Linked DNA regions of Mus musculus: region 1 is linked to region 2. Evidence: chromatin contacts called from public HiChIP or PLAC-seq data. All regions are on one chromosome and are shown on one strand. Each heading gives the region's core, a stretch centred on a gene start, on an enhancer-like site or on the middle of the called end of the contact. The rest is flanking DNA. Distances are from core to core; before and after follow the strand shown.

Region 1 (4,295 bases), core at 992-3,491, 90 kb after region 2:
AGTTCCTGTCAGTATTGTGTCTAAGTCTCTGCTTTCCCCTTAGTTGAAGTGTCCCTAACCATCTCTCCTCTCAATGCTGAGGCAGTCAGAGCTCCTGCCCCTGTGAGATGACAGACAGGCTTTCCATTGTGGATGTGAGCAAAAAGTACGATTTAAAAACCATCACCCCCTTCTGGTGTCACTTGTCCCTCGCTGACTCTGGGACCCCAGATTTACTTCCTACAGTGTACAAAACCAACCTCCCGTGCTTCTACTGTCAGAGCGTGTGGTAACACGCCCTGACCCCTTCTCTGCAGGGTTGAACCTGAGGCCTACATGTGCTAGACATGCATTGTACTTCCAGACTACAGTCTCAAACTCACAGTGATCCCCCTGCCTTAGTTTTCTAGGTAGTGGAATTAAAGGGGTAAACCACCACATCTAGCTCCTGATCCCCCCTCCCCAGACTTAAAAGATTTTATTTTAAAATTGTATGTGTAAGTGCCCATAGCCCATATGCACACGTGCACCTGTGTGTTCAGTGAAGAGGGCATTAGGGTCCCTGGAATGAGTTACAGGTGGTCGTGAGCTACAGGATGTTGGAAAAGAACTTGGGTCTTCTGCATTCTCCTAACTACCAAGCCGTCTCTCCAGCTCTGGCTCAGCTGAGTGCAATCCTTCAGACTCAGACTCCCGAGTGCCAGGGTCGCAGGCATGAGTCACCACACCTGGCTGGGACTCTCTTAAGCTCCTACTGCACTGTTGGCTCTTACTGTACTTTCAGTAGGCGCTCTCGGGGAGCTGGTCTTCCTCCAAGGACTGCCTCCTTGGCTTCAAGGCAGTACAAGAGCTCTTCCTTAAGTGAGGCCATTTTCATAAAGAATGAAATGTATTCAATGGACCCAGAGAAAGCCAGGAAATTTATAAAAAGAGATTTTACTTGAAAACCTCAATTCTTTTCAAACAAGAGCGAGACTGACTTGGTGGCCCAGGGAACGTGATTCTGGAATCCAGCTGGATTTGCCAAGCAGCTTACATGGGGGCTTGTGACAGAGGCTTCTAGGCTGATTAGGAGAAGCTGCTGCCGGGGGAGCACAGGAGTCAGCAAATGGCTCGCCCCTTAGGCCAGGTGGAGGTCAGCACTCCATCCTGAGACCCCCTGGGTGTGTGGTGGGTGTGGGAGCGGGAGAGGATGGGCAGTATTCCTGTCACCAGGCCAAGCATGGTCCTACAGGCCAGCGGCTCCCCTCTCCCACGCACACTAGTGAAACATCACTGTCTAGCTTTCTACTCATTCTATTTAAGCACTGAGCTTGGAGGAAAATCCATCTTTACAATATGTATTCATTCTACAATCTGTGGGAGTCAGCTCCATCTTTCAACCATGTGGGTCTCTGGAATTCATCGGGTTAGCACCAAACAGCCCATTCCAGTGAGCCAGCTTGGCGACCCTGATCATTGTTTCCTAGATTGGTGTATGTGTGTGTGTGTAGTTTGAGACAGGGTATCTTGGTTGTTTCCCATTGCATACTCTACCCACACAGTGCTAGGCTTATATACACGTCTGCCTGCTGCTGGGCTTATAAATACTTTCGCCTCTGGACTCATTTTCCCAGCCCTGAGGTTTTGTTTGTTTTGCTTTTAAATCTCAGACGGAACAAAATTCAATGCAAGTCATGGAGTTGTGTCAGCAAGGTGATCTGGGCAGTGGCCAGAGAGCCTTCTAGAACTTTCTGTGATGCTGGGGACATTGTGTGGCTGCACTGTACAGCTACTACAGCTGACTGCCCCACTTGAATGTGGCTGGTTCAGTGGTGACCCGACTCTTAGGACATGTATGAGGCTTGGACGGCATCTGAATGGCTTTGGAGACGCCTGTAAGGAACACTGCAGGCTGGTGGCTTGTGACTGGCCCTAGAAGAGGAAGGACTAGTTACTCATGACAACAAAATCATCATCTTCAATTGATAAAAGGTCCATCGAAGAGCCAGGTCCCTCTCAATAGCTACCCTGGCTATGTCAACAGTGTTATTACTTGAAAACAAGTCACTGGGAAAACCTCACACCTTGGTTGCTATGGAGATTCAGGTCAGCAGCTTCTCATAGAAACTTAGGATCTATAGAAAGGGTGTCTCACCCAATTGGGCTTTTGAAGTTTAGATTTTCTCAAACAAAGCTGTGGCAGGTGACTCACTCTGCGGAGAAGGGGCTCTTGTTTCTAGCGCTGAGTCATGGGGGATGTCTCTGACACAGCCAGAGTGACCCAGTTTGTAGAATGGTGGAACCTGCCCTGGAGGGTGTGGCCAGACACACCCAGGTTAGAGGGGTCTGTATTCGGCCTTGCCCCATCTTCTGATGGGACCCACACTGCTCCCGGGCACAAGCCCGGATAAAACAGATGTTTGCTTGTACAGCCAATTCATTTTCTACCTCATAGTTCACGTCTGTGTGCATGTTTGTGGTACATGCTGATGCGTGCATACCCAAGGGGTTGCTCCAGCTGGACGTCAGGCATCTTTCTCCCTCTGTATCTTACAGCCTTGGATCTGGCTTTTCAGTTGAGGCTGGGTGCCCCAGTGCCTTCCTCACACTCACCTATCTCCACCCCTCAGTGCCAGGGCTGAAGATATATGCAGCCATACTTGGCTTTCTTGATGGTATTGGAATTTAAACATGCCTTCAAGCTTGTCAGGACAAGCAGCCCTACCCACTGTGCCATCTCTAAATGCCATGGAAGCAACAGCCCACTCCCAAGCTGGTGAAAGGATTTGTTTCCCAAAAGGAAAGACTGCTTAAAGTTATTCAGCATCCAGACCTCTTCCATCTGAGAGACCCCTCTTGACTGCAGACTCTTCCCGGGGTTTCATTTTTGAGAAATATTATTTAATAAAAAAATTAATTATATATGTCTTTGAGATTGACTGGACTGTGGATAAAATAGAGTCAGTTGAGAAATGATGTATGTACACGTATGCATGTGCACAGCTACAGGAAATTCATGGGCACATGGCACATGTCATGCCAGGCCATCAAGAGTAGGACACCCAGCAAGAGTGATACCCCAGGTATTACTCTGTGGTTAGCTAACATGGTCCATTACTGTGAGAATGGAGGAATTGCTCTGCCTTGGCATTCAGGAAGATTCCATGACTTTAATCTTTGTGTGTGTGTGTGTGTGTGTGTGTGTGTGTGGCTGGGGATGGAATCTGGGACTTTGCCTGTGTTAGGCAGACTCTACTACTGAACCATGAACCATGTCCGCAGTCCTCATTCATTCTCAAAGCATAGTGGGTTATGTTGGTTAAGATTTTCTTTTAATAAATCAGTTACTCAGGCTGTTTGCTTGAATTACACCATGAAGGAGAAGCAAGACAGACAGATGCTAGGTAGATAGCTCAGGCAAGGATGGACCAGGAGTTCTCTTTGTCCATCAAAGCATCTATGGCCCCTGGAATCAGCTTTACCCAATGCTCCCACCAAAGATCATAGCTTCCCACTGGTCTTCCCTACCAGAAACCTGAGCAGTCATGACAGGCATGACACATGCATGACTGTCTCCTTCAGGGTCTCTCTACATAGCTCTGGCTGGCCTGGAACTCACTCTGCAGACCAGGCTGGCCTCAAACTCACAGAGATCCTCCTGCCTCTGCCTCCCCAGTGTCTCCTTTAGGCTCTCAGTTTTGTTTTGTTTTTTGTTTTTACCTATCTACTCCTGTGGCTCCCAGGAAGGGACTACCTACCCAGAATGATCCAGTAGGAAGACCCCCCCCCCTGCTCCTCAATTTCTGACAATTACATTCAAATGAATATAGATAATTGATCAATGCTTGGCAACTCTAAGGTCCCCAAAGTAAAATAAAATAAAATCATGTTAAGCATTAATTTTCTTAGTAAGTAAGACAGTCACGCAACCAAACACCAACAAAAGCACCCACAGGAGAATGAAGGGGAACAGTTAATGTCGGGGGCAGGCTGCCCGGGGCAGAGCACACACAGCACACACCAGAACCCAATTAGACCAGGGACATGCACGGGATGTGGTGCTTACCAGCTTGAGAGAAAGCTTCGTGGGAAATTGAAGAGGTAACAAACGGGAAAGAGAGAGAGAGAGAGAGAGAAACACAGGTCAGAAGAGGAGGCACTGGCCGGTCTCACTGGACGCATAACAGCAGTTCCCTGCTGACTTGTGAAATGGCCAGGCAGATCTGTGCAAAAGTTCACAGGAGGGGCTGCTCGGGAGAGAAACTCTTCTTAGCATCTTGGGTGCCAGAGCTGAGACAAGGTGTGAGAGGGTCGTCATGGCCCTGCAGAGTCAG
Region 2 (4,193 bases), core at 1,042-3,541:
AGCCGGGCGATGGTGGCACACACCTTTAATCCCAGCACTTGGGAGGCAGAGGCAGGCAGATTTCTGAGTTCGAGGCCAGCCTGGTCTACAAAGTGAGTTCCAGGACAGCCAGGGCTATACAGAGAAACCCTGTCTCGAAAAAACAAAAAAATAAAATAAAATAAAATAGACTCCAGCCATCATCCTAACCCTGCAGTCAGCTTGGACTCCTGAAGCAGGGCTGATCAATCAGTCACATTATGGCAAGGAACTTACACCAACCCCAGGCATGGGCGAGCAAACATGTCATCCTGTGAGTGTGGTTTTCTCTGAAGGGACGGCTGGATCAATCTTTTGAGAACTGATTTGTTCCTTCAAACAGTATGGACTCCTGTGAGCCATCATTCAAACCTAGACCTGAGATAATGATCAACCAGACCACCCTTTGACCAGGACAGCTTACCTATGCATGCCTCTTGTCCCTTGTCCCAATTCTTCCTCTATGTAAACCTGAAGCTCATGGCAGTGTCCAGAAGATGGACTTGGGGGTCACCTGCCCCCACCATCTGCTCCTACTCCCAATGAGACACCTGAGTAGAAACTCTTTTATCTGCTTTTCACTCATAAGCATCTCTTTAATTAGCATGCTGGGACAGGAGACTGAGATTAGCCTGCTGGGGCTCTGGGGCCTTACCTTTTTGCCCTATCCCCCCAGAAATAAGGACAGTCGTGGTCAGTGGCTCTGTTGTGAGGTCAGGAGCCATACCTGACCTATTCCCTGCTGTAAGCCTGGTATATGGGTATATGTGCTTTATATAGTGTTGGGCCTGACACACAGCCAGAGTTCACGAGTTATTTATTGCACATTAGTTACTAAAGGAACTCAACCAAGTTTGGCAAAGTCTGGACCAAGTATGTATGGACAATCTATTTCCTTGGGGAATGATCTTCAAGTTGGCTGTATTGTCCCTATTAAAAGCCTGTGGCAGCCAGGCGGTGGTGGCGCACACCTTTAATCCCAGCACTTGGGAGGCAGAGGCAGGCGGATTTCTGAGTTCGAGGCCAGCCTGGTCTACAGAGTGAGTTCAAGGACAGCCAGGGCTCCGCAGAGAAACCCTGTCCCAAAAACAAAACAAAACAAAACACCCAAACAAACAAACAAACAAAAAGGAAAAAAGCCTGTGGCTTCAAATTCTATATCAAGTTGATATAATGAAGGCGTGTGGAGGAGTAATCACACATTTCAGACGGGCTGTTTACAAACTCTACTCTTTACATAAACCACACCACTGCTTGTTTTCTGCATGACCAACTTCGTCGGTTTTTGATTAATACCTCTAATCTTCAGCATAGGCAAAGGCTTTCCCTGCCCCACAGTACCTGGACTTTGATGACTCAGTAGTCCTTGTCCCCTTGCTTGCCTCCCCTACAGCCTGTGTGTCCTGAAAGGCAGGACCAACTCTACTCCATGGATGAATTCCCAGCGGGCAACCTGGGGCCCACTGTGTGGTATGCGCATAGACAAATGTCTGTCTCCCTTGTGAATCCCCCACAGGTGTCCCTATGTGCGTTACATCCCTAGTGCTCAGCCCTGTCTCTCTCACAACAAGCACACATTATTGTTGCTATTATTATTATTATTATTTTATTTATTTATGTATTATCTTATATGTATGTGCACGCCTGAGCTTCTGTACAGCACCGTATACGTGGAGGTGCCCACAAAGCTCGGAGGAAAAGTTCTGGAGGTACAGGCAATCATAAGCCACCAGATGTGGATGCTGGGAGCCCAATCTGGGCTTTTGATTTTTATGTGTGCATAATTTTCCAATAATTTTATTATGTTGTGTGTATGATTGTTTTGCTTGCGTGTATGTCTGTGTCCCGTGTGTGTGTGTGCAGTGCTTACAGAGGCCAAAAGAGAGTGGCAGAACCCCTGGAACTGGTTAGAGACCGTCACAAAACAGGAATGTGGGTGCTTGGAAGTGAACCCAGGTCCTCAGGAAGAGCTAGTCAGTGCCCCTAACAACTGATCCATCTCTGCGTTCTCTCCCTCTCTCCGTCTCCTGTGTGTGTGTGTGTGTGTGTGTGTGTGTGTTTGTATAACAAACCAACCAACAAACAAACAGGACCTCTAAAAGATAGGAATGAAATTCCTTTAATGGTCTCTAGAGGGTTTCCTGACACTCACAACGTTGGTGACAATAATCTCCCCGCCCCTTTCCAACAAGGCGGCTTTCTAGCTAAGCGGAAGTGACAGCGCCGTACCGGAAGTTCAGTCCCTGGGACTGAATCCTGCGCTCGGAGCGCAGCCGCACGGTGCTTCCCTGCGTGCGATGAGACGAATCGGAGCGTTTGGGGGCTCCACGGCCCTGTGGGCGCTGCTGGCCGCCCACGTGGCGGGGGCGTTCGAGCCCGTAAGCGTGGGCATCGCCATCGGGGCCGTGTCGGCGCTCACCGGCTACCTGTCCTATACCGATTTCTACTGCCGCTTCACCGAGTGCTGCCATGAGGAACGGCCCCTCAACACGTCGGGTATGTGCCCGCGGGCCGGTCGGGGCGGGCGGGAGGGCACTGGGAGCTTGGCTCCCGCTCCTGCTGGATGCGGCGCCGCGGGAGACACACACGGCCGGGACCTCGCCACACCTTTGCAGGCCTTGCAATGACCACCTGGAGAACTGAACGCAACGGGGCCAGCTGGTGCGCCCCGCCAGGGGGTGCCAGGCGTGGAGCTCCATCCAGAAAGCCCGCCTGTTGCTCTTGCTGTTTGTTTGTTTTTTTTTCGAGCCATCAGGGGTGGCGGGAAAGCTAGCCCGGAGCACAGCCGCCAAATGGTTCTTCCCTGGATGAAAGAATCTGTGTAGCTTGTTTGACATTTAGATGTTAAGGAGAACTGGCACTTAAGGATCTGACTGTAGGTCCTTATGATTCTGGCTCTGATCTGTGAGATCTCTGCATTTTTCATCCCTTCTGGCCCTGCTGGATCAGTCGCTAACTGTGCCTCTGACTCAGGTACTTTTTTAACCTGTGTTTTTCTCTTTGTTCCGGTGCGGGCCTCCGCAGCCCTCAAGCTGGACTTGGAAGAGAAGCTGTTTGGACAGCACCTTGCCACCGAAGTGATTCTCAAGGCATTGACTGGCTTCAGGAACAACAAAAATTCCAAGAAACCATTGACTCTGTCCTTGCACGGCTGGGCTGGCACGGGCAAGAATTTTATCAGCCAGATTGTGGCTGAAAACCTTTATCCAAAAGGCCTGAAGAGTAACTTTGTCCACCTGTTCGTCTCTACTTTGCACTTCCCTCATGAGCAGAAGATAAAGGTGTACCAGGCAAGAAAACCTACCGATTTTTGATCATATGCCTGGGGTACTTTACTCAGTAGCTCTGGCCTCTGCTTTTCTTTCTCTGCCTTGAAGTGCTCCATCTGGCCTCTGCTTTGCTTTCTGCTATTTATTTGACTGAGTTTTACTGTGTAGGTCTGGCAGGCCTGGAACTCACAGAGATCTACCTACCTCTGCCCTCCAAAGGCTGGGATTAAATGCCTAGCCTCTCTTTATTTATACTTTCTGAGACAGTGCCTCATCGTGTAGTCCAGGCTGGCTTTGGTGTTAGGGATCCAGCTTTCTGAGGGCTGAGATCAACAGGCATCTATCAATTTGCCCAGTTTATGGCATGTGGGAGAGAGGGTGGTTTTAGACAGGGTCTAATGTAGCCCAGGTTGGCTTCAAACTCACTATAAATAGCAGAGGCTGGCTTTGAACTTCTGATCCTCCTACCTTCAACTTCCAAGTGCTGGGATTATAGGTGTGTCCCATCTTCTTTGTTTCTAAAATTGCTATTCCAAAATAATCCAGTGAGGTAGGGGATGCTATGATCATTTAAAGATGGAGCCAACTAGTGTAGGGGTGAGGTGGGGTGGGGTATCATTCCTGGGATAGGGGGAGGGAGGAGGGGACTGAAATCAGAGAAAGTGGACAAGAGAGGCAAGGTGACTTGTCCCTCACAACCTGAACTCCTCACCTCCTGTCTCCAGGCCTCTGCCTTAGGCACTCATAAAGGGATTTCCATTCCCAGCAGGGCACAGGGTGTTAGGTAGGGCGGCCTTAGATAGTTTGCTTGGGCATGGCCACATCTAAAACTTGCCACCTCTGTCTGCTGCCCGTGTGAGTCGGAAGCAAAGCTCCAGCCTGGTTTTCCTTGTGAGATCTCTGCAT

Evidence for each region. HiChIP or PLAC-seq counts read pairs in DNA pulled down with a chosen protein or histone mark.
Region 1: a contact with region 2 is called in an HNF4G HiChIP or PLAC-seq map of pancreatic cancer cells. The contact joins the enhancer-like site here to the promoter of Tor1b in region 2. A contact is called at or near these places in 4 of 39 promoter capture datasets (embryonic stem cells and liver), 3 of 115 datasets of contacts at active chromatin or transcription factors (embryonic stem cells and pancreatic cancer cells) and 3 of 9 other capture datasets (adipose tissue, liver and pancreatic islet).

What each region holds. Positions count from the first base shown.
Region 1 is chr2:31,040,855-31,045,149 of GRCm38.p6, forward strand. Fnbp1 (formin binding protein 1) reads right to left here. Exons shown (of 17, transcript NM_001177648.1): 11 at 4,028-4,042. Among named protein-coding and RNA genes, the nearest start is that of Gm39786, 46 kb to the left of the region's middle. Within about 2 kb of position 2,242, at least 49 of the 459 cell types and tissues checked have an H3K27ac peak or open chromatin away from gene starts, as enhancers often do. A contact at or near this core is called in pancreatic cancer cells, where this site is marked.
Region 2 is chr2:30,950,710-30,954,902 of GRCm38.p6, forward strand. Tor1b (torsin family 1, member B) reads left to right here and starts at 2,292. Exons shown (of 5, transcript NM_133673.3): 1 at 2,292-2,514; 2 at 3,043-3,308. The coding sequence starts at 2,316.